2 separate regions of the Gossypium hirsutum genome follow, and region 2 is linked to region 1. Evidence: chromatin contacts called from public Hi-C data. All regions are on one chromosome and are shown on one strand. The core of a region is the stretch at or near the end of the contact, and the rest is flanking DNA. Distances in the headings are between cores, read along the strand shown. Region 1 holds the start of LOC107958883. Region 2 holds the start of LOC107941871.

What was found. A called contact is a pair of places that touch in the nucleus more often than the background predicts.
Region 2: a Hi-C map of leaf shows a contact between it and region 1, with 2.4 times the contacts expected there. The contact joins the promoter of LOC107941871 here to the promoter of LOC107958883 in region 1. A contact is called at or near these places in 3 of 34 Hi-C or Micro-C datasets (all in leaf).

The regions. Positions count from the first base shown.
Region 1 is chrA05:4,214,563-4,221,240 of Gossypium_hirsutum_v2.1, forward strand. LOC107958883 reads right to left here and starts at 3,414. Exons shown (of 5, transcript XM_041112910.1): 1 at 3,178-3,414; 2 at 2,600-2,667; 3 at 2,448-2,512; 4 at 1,867-2,364; 5 at 1,174-1,519. The coding sequence starts at 3,319. The coding sequence ends at 1,471. LOC107958885 (vestitone reductase) reads right to left here and starts at 5,696. Exons shown (of 4, transcript XM_016894786.2): 1 at 5,442-5,696; 2 at 4,797-5,324; 3 at 4,514-4,709; 4 at 4,181-4,439. The coding sequence starts at 5,562. The coding sequence ends at 4,298. It overlaps LOC107958884, which reads left to right. Exons shown (of 4, transcript XM_016894785.2): 3 at 1-3; 4 at 408-723. The coding sequence ends at 629.
Region 2 is chrA05:4,376,854-4,383,531 of Gossypium_hirsutum_v2.1, forward strand. LOC107941871 reads left to right here and starts at 2,708. Exons shown (of 3, transcript XM_016875495.2): 1 at 2,708-3,260; 2 at 3,397-3,558; 3 at 3,846-4,382. The coding sequence starts at 2,961. The coding sequence ends at 4,202. It also overlaps the pseudogene LOC107941861.

The sequences.
Region 1 (6,678 bases), core at 2,164-4,663:
TCAGTATGTATACTTATATTGGATTCCCATTTGTATCAAAGTTCTTTTCACTTTTCATTTATTAGCCTTTGCTGCTCTATGCCTGTTTTGACAATTCATATATCAACAAAACCATTTCTGAATAAATTTCCTCCGGTTTCTATTGACAAAAAAATGTCATTTTTATGAACTTTCAAGGCTGGTAAGAACTTAATCCCCTTTTTTTACATTAAAAGAAAAAGAATAGAATGAGGGTCATCAAAACAATCTTATCTAATAACATTGTAGTTTTTAGGGCTAGAAGTAACCTTGAAAATTTTATTAAATTTGACATAGAATCCAATGCTCTTTGACACTTGCTCTATAGAAGGCAACCTCTGTTGGTGTATCGACTCACTAAAAGCTGCTCTATGTATTTGCTACCGCAGGTCAAGTCCGTGCTGATCAGATTAAAATACACACTAGTAACCCTAGCAGTATCCTTACTTGTATGTGTTCTTCCCCTCATAAATGTTGATCAGGGAGGTCAAGAAAGTTCCTACATGACATCTAAAGAAGCTAGGGTTCAAGCTATACCAGGAGTTTACGATGATGATTCAGCAAGATCATTTGAACCAGATGCATTCTGTGGTGAACCTGATCTTTCCTAATTCGATCCTTGTGCTGCTGCTGGTAATACTTTGTACAGTCCATTAAACATATATACATGTATAGATATTCAAAAGTATATCTCGTCTACTTTCAGTTCTTTGTGTATAGTTTAATTTTATTTATTGCTGCGCTTAATTCTTTCTAATTACAGTAGCTTATGTTTCTTTCTTCTGTGTCATTCCGAAAATAAACGAGAGATTCAAAAATATTTCTATTAGTAATTGCAAAATTTGGAAAAAATTTAAGTTAGAGGAGGCGAACTAGAGAAACTGTATATTAGTAATGAATTTTTCTCATAGTTAATTGCGTTTGAATATGGTTCATTAACATTTTTTTTAACTAAAGCAAATTGACTTTGATTCTTTAGATATCCGTATCTACATCACTCGTGTTTCTGTGGTAACAAAGTAGCAGCATATTTATCTTGTTAATGCAAATTGTTCTCCCAAAAAGGCCGAGCAAAGCACATGAAAAACAATCACATCAGCTAAAAGACTGGATTTAATTAGAACCTTAACCCATATAGTGATGAGCAATATAAAGTTGAGATCAACTCTGCAAAACGTGATTATTAACTGGCTTGGGTCAATAGTGAGCAAGTGTAACATCATATCCCACTTATACAAAGACAAATATCGTCAGCTTAAGTTAACGGTGAAGAGTAACACCACCTTGGTAAAAAGGATTTCAACAGTACAGGATCCACCATAACCTTATCTATATCACCTTTCTCTTATTTTGAAGCTTATATTCAAAAGTTGGAACTTTAAATCATGTAAGCGGAGACAGATAAAAGTCCCTCTTAGGCACCGTACTTGGGTGCCTTCCAAAGCTTAAATGCTATCTCATGCAGCAACCGGTCAGCCGGTATAGTAAGATTTCCTGAACACTGCAACCAAAAATAGGATACCACGGTTATTTCCATGTTTTCTATGTACGATTTCACTTTGGGTTATGAAGATTGAAAAGATGCATGTTTAAACTTTGGAGACATGACAAGTAAAAATTACTTTGCGACCTAAACGAACAAGCTACAAACAGGTTTCCAAAATTATCTCTCGGTCAGTTTGTACCTCTTTAAATTCTTCAAAAGAAAAAGTCTCTACCATATCATTGCGGGTTACAGCATACTGATATTGGGCGAATAACATTGGACCATACTGCCTGTTCATCGTAAATTAGTTAAATGATCCACACAAAATGTCAAAATAAGAGTTCATAAAGTTTTTTCCTCACCTAACATCATTTCTTTGACTTTCTCCTCTCATGGTGTAACTCTGATTAGGGAAAAGTGCTGAAAGATTAGGATTCTTCTCATATTTAGTGCTCAAAATGGACAAACCCGGCTCATCAGCCTTTGACACAGACCCATAGCTCATTACAAGGGACAAGAGTAGACGAGAACCAATTTCAGTTCCAGGCTTAGCTATACTCATAATAGCACCAAGCAAAGCATTCAAGAATTCCACATCATTGCCACTATTAGCACTCAAGTTCTCCCCAGACCCAACATGCAAAATCACTAAATCGAACTGGTTGGATTCCTTTATCTTCCCTTCTTGGAATCCAAGTAAGGACAGCAACTTAGAAGCCAAATTATCAATCGATGAAACAGGGGGAGTATTACTATTTCCAAACAGTCCATTCAAGTTCAATACATTGAAGCCAAGTTTTTCTCCAAAAGACTGCAAACCAGAATTGTTACTCAATATAGCAGCTTTCATTCCCATAAACCTGAACTGAGATAAAAGAAGCATGTTGAGTGGCATATTATAGCTTCCAACAATTAAAACTCAGCAAAGTGTAAATGATAATACCTCTCAGACATGGTTGGAATCAAAGATGACTTTTGAGACTTGACCTCACTAGAAAATTGGCCGTTCTGAAAAAAGGTCATGAAACCAAAGAACGTTGAAGAATTTATCATGAAATTCACTTATCAAATAACCTAGAATTATAGGCATCTCACCTTGTTCAATGTCTCAAAGGCATCCACCAGCACAGCAAACTCTCTTACTGTCCTATCATCCTCGCTTTCTGCAGTCTAAATCCAAGTAAATTCCCATATGGTGGATGAATAACAACAATTAAAAAAATATGTGAAAAGAAGCATGAATTTATTACTAAGAAAGGCAAGGGGAGCTGTTAAATAGAGATGAATTATCAAAGGAATGGAGCAAAGACTTACACTTTGACTAATTATTGAACTAACATAGAACCTAAAGCTTATTCCGTCAATCAGTAAGGTTCTAACTTCCAACCAATCGTTGTAATCTCTAAGTACCAAATTAAAGAACGAAAAACTATGAAAATCCATCGTAATTTCATCCATTCCAAACAATTATTTTAATTACACTAAAAACAGCCGAATCAATTAGGAAAATCCAGAATTTTTCATAGCAATCTGAAGAAGAAGAAGAAAGCAAAAGAATATATCTTTCAATGTTTGGGTGCATTTTAAAGAGATTATATATTGATTACCCACTGTTAAAAGAGGGAGCTGAAACTGAAAAACAAGAAAAGAGACAAGGAATTGATAAGGGGAACCTGAAGGAGGAGCATTAGGGAGGCTCAAGAAACCACAGTTGGCTGTAGATGCGAGAGAGTGGAGATGGGCATGTGATGGGTGAATGAAACGGGCCAACCCGTCACCGTATAAAATCAAGGCTCGGCTTGGCTTGTCTGCCATTGCTGTTACTCAAATACTCAAATAATAGGATCGAAGAAGAAACTGAGAAAGAGAAACAGGAAGCAAAGATGGAGAATCAACTTTCTATGGGCAACCTGGAAAGAAAGGGAGGAGGAATAAACGAATTAAAAAAAAGGGTCAATTCTACTATTAGACCCTGTACTTTGCATATGTTGTGAATTTAGTACCTGTACTTTAATTTGGTCATTTTCAGTCTCTGTACTTTTAGAAATTGAAAATTTTAGTCCTAATTAAATGATAGCTATTAAATTCATTAAATTAAGTTATGTTATTTTTAAAATTTGATGTGTCAGATATATGATCACATGTGTAATCCTATATTTGTTTGTTATTTTCACATATTGCTCACAAAAGATCAATTAATAGATTTAACACATGTGGTTTACATTAAGACTAAAATTTTGAAATTTAAAGCAGATAGCACTAAGAATAATCCAATTGGAAAACATTGACTAAATTTATAACTTTACGAATAATACGGGACTTATGACATAATTTAACCAAATAGATTTAACTGTTACTATTGGATCGGGACTAAAATTTTAAAATTCGAAAAGTATTGAGACTAAAATTGATCAAATTTTAAGTATAGGTACTAAATTCACAGTTTACACAAAATACAAGGTCTAATAGTAAAATTTCACCAAAAAAAGTATATTTACTTTTTATTTTTAATTGAAAGAATTATGAATTTATTATATTTTTTACAAGTATAAATTTATGGGATGAATTCTTTTTATTTAAAATAATTAATTCACAAGTTATTTGCATCAGGATTTAAGATACATAATTGATCCATAAGAAACAATAATACATAATGCAGAAACTAGCTTGGAAACATTAGAAACGACAACATACATTGAATTTTTATTTTAATTGCTTATAGCATTGCTTCATGAAGACAAGGGAACTAATTTATTGGATATTTCAACTGATTCCATCCAGGCCCTTCCTCAACTACAGATATCCTCTTTCCTTGCAGCACTGAATGGGTCCATCATACATTTCCTCCAGCCCATTATTAAATTCGAAACCTATGCCCAACAGTTTCTTTGATGACACACCAGGACGTTTTATATCTTTGATTTCTGCCAAGGATCTGTGCAACACACAAATAACAAGTTGGAGTATAACTCTGTGATTTTTATCATGCAAGTTTGGACTGTTACTCACTCTGGTGATGGAATTGGGAACTCTGGGTACTTCCCACGTAGGAATTCAGCCAACTTGTCAAGGCTTATGGTGTTGGAAGCACAATTGTATCTCCCTTTTACATCTGGATATTCAAGCAGGAATATATGTGCCCTTGCCACATCATCAACATGCACCATGGGCATATTCAGAAGGAAACCATACTCAGATCGGTTCCCTGTACAGATTATTCAGCTTCCTCGTTTAATAAGTCTATTTAGGCTGAAACAGAAAAATATTACTGAGACAAGTAGCAAGTTTGTACCTAAGACCAGAGCCAATGATGAGCGCACTGAGCGAGGGAACTTGGGGCATATGAAAGGACCGACAACGGAACCAGGATTCACTGTCACCACATCCAGTCCATGTTGTGTACCAAATTCAAGAACCGCCCTTTCTGTGAATGTCTTGGAAATAATGTAAGGATGTGTTTGTGGGTTTAATTTTTGCGTAACGAAATCCACATCAGTACAGAAACTCTCATCCATCATGTCCATCTCTTGGCCATTGTAAATAACAGTGGCTGCACTTGAAGTATACACAACTCGCTTCACTGTTTTTGATCTTAAGCATGCCTTCAAGATGCCTAGTGCTCCACTTGTTGACCTCTCTGTTACCGCTTCCAGAGATTCTTTACCATCGAAACTCATGGGAGTGGCAACATGGAGCACTGCCTTGCTTCCTTCAATGGCTGCATCGAAACTGTTGGGGTCATTAAGATCTGCACTCAAGATTTTCAGCATTTCGGCTGCTCCTGGTAGACTAGTGAGGAAACTAAGGTCTTTTTTGTTTTCTGCAAAATTTCAACAGGAATATGGGGGTAAATCAAGTACATCTGCTCAAAATATTAATTTTCTTAGCTTGAAACTGATATATTTAAATGGATCTGCTTATAAAGCGGTAGTGTTACCTGGATCAGCACTGACAGTGGTACGGACAGAATAACCCTCCTGAAGAAGCCTCTTGATGAGCCATGAACCTATGAACCCAGTACCTCCAGTCACACACACTGTTCCTTTATCTCCTCCCATTTCTCTCCACTCAATACATTTTGCACGAAAATCCTATAACTATATATAAAAGCTATCCCAATGCATAGGGTAGCGTAATTGAGCAGTTATATATATTACTTTCATGTATGTTCATTCTTTTATTTTTCTCATTTAACCTGCGTCTATATTTTTTTAAATATATATAAATTTTGCACATTAAAAATTATTTTATTATTCAATAATATTTTGATTATTTTTTATCCTTTAATTCTAGTATAATTAAAAAACGGCTCTAAATTAATTATATATATAATTTTGAGCTTTTCCTTGTTTTACATAAAAACAAGTTGAAATTACAACTTCTTCGAATTTGAACCCATGGAAATCATTTTATCACTCAATCCGATTTCTAATTTACAACAGAAATATAAATTTTAATTTCTTTTAACTTGCAATTTTTTTTAAAAACTTACGAAATTGCAAATCATACTTAATTCATATAAAATCATATATGTACAATTTTGACTAAACCAAACATATCATATAAAAATACATAAATGTTTTCAAAAAAATATAATAATAAATTTAAAATTTTTTACATAAATAATATAAAATAAATAAATACCAAAATAAGATAAAGGCACTAATATTAATAAATTTAGGCGAATTCTACAGTAAACAAAAAATTGGCGTCCTCTAACCAATCGCCGACACCCCTCTCCTTTTTTAAAAAGAATATATTTTTTAGGTGTAGCTTGATCAATCGACGGCACCCGTATTTTAAACCTGAAATACATCATTTTTTTATATATATAACAGAAAAATATTATATTTATTAGTGTCATCGATGTAACCCATCAATCACGAGCTTGAATTCCAATACCTGAAATTTATTATACCAATTTTTTTCAACTTTTAAAAAATATATATAATATAAATATTATTTTTAATTATTACAAATGGGGGTCGGTTTGGTCACCCAACCCCCGCACAAATTGTTCCGCTGAAGGTCTTCCCCCCCCACCCCCTTCCTTTGCTTTATGTTTTTATTTATTTATTTATTTTAATATAATTAGTTATTTTAATAGTAGTTTAGTATTATTAAAGTATGTTATTTTGTTAAGAGGTTAGTATTTATTATCCTTGAAAATCAAA
Region 2 (6,678 bases), core at 1,458-3,957, 160 kb after region 1:
ATTAAATCAAAACCAAAAACAGAATTAAATCTCTTTTCACTTTGCTCGATTATATATAGTATATACCTTTTACCAGGTAGTCCTTCGGAATACTTGTTTGTGAGGCATGACCCAACTGCCTCCATCACAGCACGGGATGTAAAATTCTCAGAGGCTATAAGCTCAAGGCTTTTAAACTGCCTCTCCTTCTCCTTTTTAATAATAGAACTTACCTCAGGATCAGCTTCAATGAGGCCATGGTCCACTAAGCTGTTTTCGAGAACAGGGGCAGAGACTGAAGAGCTAGGCCTCCCAGTAACTAAGCTGCGTTCAACTTGAGCTCTACAGGGCTTCACTGTTAAGCATAACCTGGTGTGGGAATCCAACAAAACGAGACCCTTTTAAAGGAAAAGCTGGTTTATTAACTCTCATAGGCTGTTGCAAAGAACCCATCATTGCAGTTCCACCACAAGCCTGCATTCTGGCTTTCCACTAGTATTCCCCACAAATGTCCTGCGAATTTACAAGGGAACATAACATAGAATTAAAATGAAATATTCATTTCAACATCTTTTTTTTTTCTTTTCTTAAAGCACAAAAAAAAATTAAAATCCTAAAAGTAATCCCATATGAAAAGGAAAAAAAATGGATTTTTTCTTTGAAAGTGAAGTTAGCACGAGGCTAATGAAAAGCTGACACTTAAAGAAAATTCTTCACGTCACCCTAAAACATGTATTAACTAAAGACAAACAGAAAATCTTAAAAGTTAAAACACACACGAAAAACGAGAAAATTTTTAAGTCTCTAGAATCGGATAGCATAGTACAAATACCGCACCAATAAAATATAAAACGATGAATATAAGGCTAAGAAAAAGACCTGGCAGAAACCAGGAAGTAGAATTCAATATGAAAAATAAACAATTAAACGGAAATAAAAAAAGGGAATAATTCAAAAGAATAAATGGCGAGGAGAGCCTACTTTTGTGAAGAGCTCTGTTCTTTCCTCTTGGATTCTCGCGTTTTAGTTTTGGAGTGCAATGGGTTCAAGTGAAGTAAAGGGCTAATAGTTTAAACCCTACAACTCTATTGACATAATAGAGCCGTAAAGCCAAGTCGCTGGACTGGAGATATTTGTTAATTTCCCTGCCTCACGAGCTCAACTCGTAAAATGCAAGCAGAATCTTTGTTTGTTAAGAGGAGAAATAAATTCGCGGGTTGGTGTATTGTGTCTGTTCCTGGAATGCGCTCTGATATTGCCACTTGGCATATCAAGTCCTGATCATGTGATCAGAATGGTCGAACAAATAGAAGGAAAAAAAAATCAGTGACATGCATTGAATTTAGGCAAGGAAGCGTATCATTTTGGCAGAAAAAGAAAGAAGGAATAAAATGAGGCGCAAATATACTATGCGATTGTAATTACTCTCCAAAAAGCAGTGTGAGCCGCTTGTTTATCTCTTTCTCAAGCGGGTTGGTCTACTAACTAAACTTGTGTAACTTCATGAATTTTAGCCCGTTAAATCGTGTATATAAGAAAAAATTCCCCAAAGATCGGAGACAAACAAGCCACCGATGACTCGAAAAAACAAACCGATTCAATTTGAGAAAGCGAGACATTCGTAAAAAAGGACCTAATGGCACCCTCATGGGGAGGCCGCTTGAAAGGACAGCACAGTAATATTCTGACCATCAGCAGCTCATGAGTTTTTTGATGGTGGCTAAAACTATACAACGTGGCTTGTTTTTGTGATGTTAGTGATTTCATTGGGTTTTTTCCCTTTGTTGTAAAACTTTGGGATAAGTGTTTATTAAGTTGAAAACAGAACCAATATGAGAAATAAATTTTTAAACATTTAAAAAAAATGTTATGTACCAAAAGCATGAACGATCAGACATAAAAATTCAAGATTTAAGAGAAATGTAGGGTGTAGGCTCACCCAAATTCCTAGGCCCAAAACAACCCCAATTCATAGCCATTTAGACTGACGAAAAACTTACTTGTGACGAGAAGGATTAGGCGTAAGTTCATAACAATCATTGCAACAATATTTTTATTCAATTGTCAATTAAAATCAGTAAATATATATGATTCGAAGCATTGAAATTTCAAAAGCAAAACAGATGGGAGAAATCAATACTATCAGTAAATTGGAGATGTCCAAGAATGTACGTTATTTGGCTTCCCCTTTAAAACCAATGTAATGAATAAATATATATGGTTCATCACCAAAACTCTTATCAAAATGCAAAATATCACTTGGTAATTTTTTTTTAAACATATCATTTGCTAAGCTTTGAAATTTTGAATACTTAAACATAAAATGTTAGTATAGCATCGAAAATTGGAAAACAGACAAAATCAAACAACCCATTACTATTTTTATGAAATCTTTTACTAGCATCTATTCAATATTAATGTTGTCGTATCAAGTAATTTTTTTTAAGAGTTCAAGTTTTGGGTAAGTATCTACTTTATCCGTGATATTATAATTTGTAATAAATTTTCAACTAAATACACTCCTCCAAATAAAACGTACGTGATTTAGACAAACTTTGTTGAATTTAACCGTATATTCCATGGCACTAGGAGATAAGCAAATACCTGAAGGTTGCATGCTTTGAAATTGAGCATCAGAGAAGTCGATGCCATCTCCATATATAACACTAATCAAGACAAATTAAATCTTCAAAATTTCCCCCAAAAGGAGAACAAAGACCTAGGTCGATGTGCTTTGTCAAGAGACCAATTAGGAGAACAATCACTGTCTTCGCTGCTGTGGACATGCGTACGCGCCATTTTCGCTGCCAAACGAGCTAAGTAGCCAAGAACGAAGGGAAAAGAAAACCAAAACGTAGCGTTTTATCGGACTTTCTTAAGCATTGTTTGCAAGATCAAAACGCATCGTTTTACTCTTCTGTTTGGCACTTTCCTTTCCGCCGCCCCCCCTTTCTCTCTCTCCCCCTTTTGTTTGGTTGCGAATGTCTTCCTCTTCTCTCCCGAAGGAAGGAAATCGGGGAAAAATGAAAATGGAAGGAATCGAAGGCGACGCCTCGGTGGGAGGAGCAGGGCGTTACATTTTGAATCCGACGCGAATAAACAGCGAGGACATAATATTTTGCGTTGATGTGGACGCAGAGTCGCTTGTTGAAATGAAAACAGCAGGAGTCACCAGATTGGATTCCATAAAGCAAGCTATCCTTCTCTTTGTCAATTCCAAGCTCTCTATCAACCCCGACCACCGCTTCGCTTTCGCCACTCTCTCCAAAACCGCCTCTTGGGTACTTTTCGCTTTTCTTTTCTTTTTCTTTTAGATTTGATTATAATCTATGCTTTCAATGATTTGAAAATTAGGGTTTTGAATCTTTTTAATTTAGGCATTTAATTTAATTTCCATTTTTTTTTTGTTTTTTATAGCTTAGAAAAGAGTTTAGTAGTGATGTTGAGTCTACCATTGGTGCTGTTCGAGCACTCTCGGCTACCACTGTCTCTACTGGGCAAGCAGACCTCACCAATTTATTCCGCTTAGCTGCTCATGAAGCCAAGAAATCTCGTGCCCAGAACCGCATTTTAAGAGTGGTCCGTATCTGTTTCTTTTCTTCTTCTAAACAATTGTTATCATTGGTTAAGTAGGGGAAAAGATTCAAACTCAGCAGCCCTTTTGTAAGCGTGTACCTACCAATTAGTATGTCTTATACACAAGCTTGGACGATTTTGTTTATAAATGATTCTGTTCATAGGAATGGTTAAATCTCTTCCATTTGTAATAATGATTAAAGTAATCTGTGGTTTGCATATAAATGATTCTGTTTTCTTCCTGTTGCTCGGAAACCTTACAAGTGGTGTTATATTTTGTTGTCTTTTAGATTCTTATATACTGCAGATCATCAATACGACCCCATCATCAATGGCCTGTAAACCAGAAGCTCTTCACTCTGGATGTGATGTACCTCCATGACAAGCCTGGACCTGATAATTGTCCCCAGGCAGTTTACGATGCACTGGTTGATGCACTTGAACATGTTAGCGAGTACGAAGGATACATCCATGAGAGTGGACATGGGCTACCTCGTACCCTCTTCCGCTTCATGTCCATGTTGTTGTCTCATCCTCAACAACGTTGCCCTCAAGATGACTGTGATATTCCCAAGCCCCTTATGAAGAAGTCAGCTGAATCAGCAAATGGTGAGGATAATAATGTTCATGTATCCACCAGTCGGTGAGAACATCGAGGACCAGAAATTCATGTGGCTTCAATCAATGGGTACTGTTATCATCAGTATGGTTTCTGGATGTGTACTGAAATTAAGATGTATCTGCAAACATTCTGTACATATCAAACAAACCTTTTCTTTTGTGTTTGTCAAACTGTTTCTTTTATATGAGATGCAATCTTTTCATCATTAGCTTTTAACTTTTAAATGTTCAGGTCCTTGTGGGAAGGTTTTGTGGAGTAGCATCCCTTTTAGCAATAATTTAATAATGAAATCTCTTTGATCGTTTTACTTAGGCAGGCATACCAGACAAGGCATGCCAAAAGTGTACCAGATACAGAAACCTTAGATCCAAGCCAACATTTTGCCACACCCAGCAGCGACATTAACCACATTCCACATGAGGTGCATATTTAAGCTTTTATACCCCATTGATCTGATCCATACAAAGTCCATGGATGGTGATGATGGTGTTTTCCATGATTCTACCATGCTTTATTAATACATCGGTTCTTGATTGTGTAATGGATTCGAACTTATCCCTAAAACTATTCAATTTGAGAGTCTTATCTCCCCAAAGTCAAGATTTCCAAGCATTTCATATCCATTAAAGGATTATATGCATGCATGTATTACAGAAGTTAAGGTCCCTGATAAGATGTGTGGGTTATCCAAACAACTAAAATCTGACATAAAGAAACAACCAAGCGTGCTTATAAAAAAGTGTATTGCAGTGTTGAAAAATGTTGGGATTACGTTCGTCCTTGTCATCATTAACGCGTGTTTATACTTTATAGGCTTCTTCTAGCCTGGAAAAAAAATGGGCACGTTTGGCAATCAGCTTATAGCATTAGAGATAAGACGGCCAACCAAGAAGAACTCAAAAGTACAAATCGATTGCATTGACAAAGAAAAAAGTACAAATCACTTTGTTTTGGTTTCGAATATTAGTTTGGAGTCAATTGTTGATCTTAAAGAATAAGAATGATATAGATTCAATGCTCCATTATCAAGTATTGAAAAACATTATCTTAATGAAAAATTGTTAAAAATGTAGTCAATGGTTCCGAGGCTGGCAAGTTGGCATTATCCGTATTGACTATTTGTGTAATCACTCTAACTTGCCACTTATAGGGTTAAAACAGTATATTACTAAGTTGATTTGAGCTAAATCGAACTCAATTTTGATTATATGTTTTTTTTAAAGTAATATCAAAATAAAATGAATTTCATTTGATTATTAACATTATTAAATTAAGTATAAGACAAATAAAAAGGTACATTTTTTTTCTAGTACTTTATTTTAAAGTTACAAACTTAAATCTCAGAATCATGGCATCTCAAGTATAACCATTTTAATGAATAGCGAAAAGGTTGAAAATAAAACTTACATAAGACCAAAAATTTTAATTTGACTAAAAGATAGATATATACATTCTTGTGAAATTCAGATCAACCTTTCTCGCTACCACATAATAGTAATAGTAATAATACTAATCAACCTGTAAGAATATTTGTTGTGTCTATTGAGCAAATTATATATAATGCTATTTATTCCTCTAATATGACTTTCTTAAATTTTTTAACATAAATTCTTTATACTTTAATATATAAAGTCATTTTAGCTGAATTTTTAATGTTTGGGCTTAGATTCTTGACACCTGCACTTTTTTTATTCTTCGTTTTGGGGTTTCGAGACGTGTGGTGAGGGAAGAGATAAGAAAAGAGAGAATGAAATATAATGTAGGAAAGAGAAAAAAAAAAGGAAAAGGAAAGAGACGAAAGGGCAAAATTAAAGAATTTTGTATTTTTAAAATATTATTATAAATTTAAATGAACTTTTAGGTGTTAACGTTTTCATAGATATTCGTTCATTTTATTTTTATCTTGTATATTAATTTTATATAATAATTTATTTAATGTTGTATTAATTTGAAGAGATTAATTTATATTATTTAAAAATTTCACAATAATTATATATCATATCAGTGGTGAAAATCTTAAGTCGTTATTCAAATTTTAATTTTATTATGCACAATTATGGTGTATGAATTTTCATAGTTTATTCCAACAGATACATAGAGGGCCTTGGTCCCTAAAAATAAAAAATTCAATTTAATCCTCTTATAAATAGAAAATTTATAAATATATATATAGTGAAATTGCACTTTAACCTCTTAAAATAAAATTTTTTAATTTAGTCTTCTTATAAATAAAAAATTATAAATTAATATATAGTAAAATTACACTTTAGCCCCCTAAAAATAAAAATATTTTTTGTTTAATCCTTTAAAAAAATGATGAAATTATAAATTAATACAAAATAATTTTATATTTGATCTATGAAAAAATTATAATTAAATTTCTATCCCTACTAAAAGATTTTTTTTGGATTTACCCCTACATGTACATATGCCATGAACGAGTTTCTTTGATTTTTTTGGTCCTTCATTAGTTGTGCTTTATATTATAGTTGACCATACAT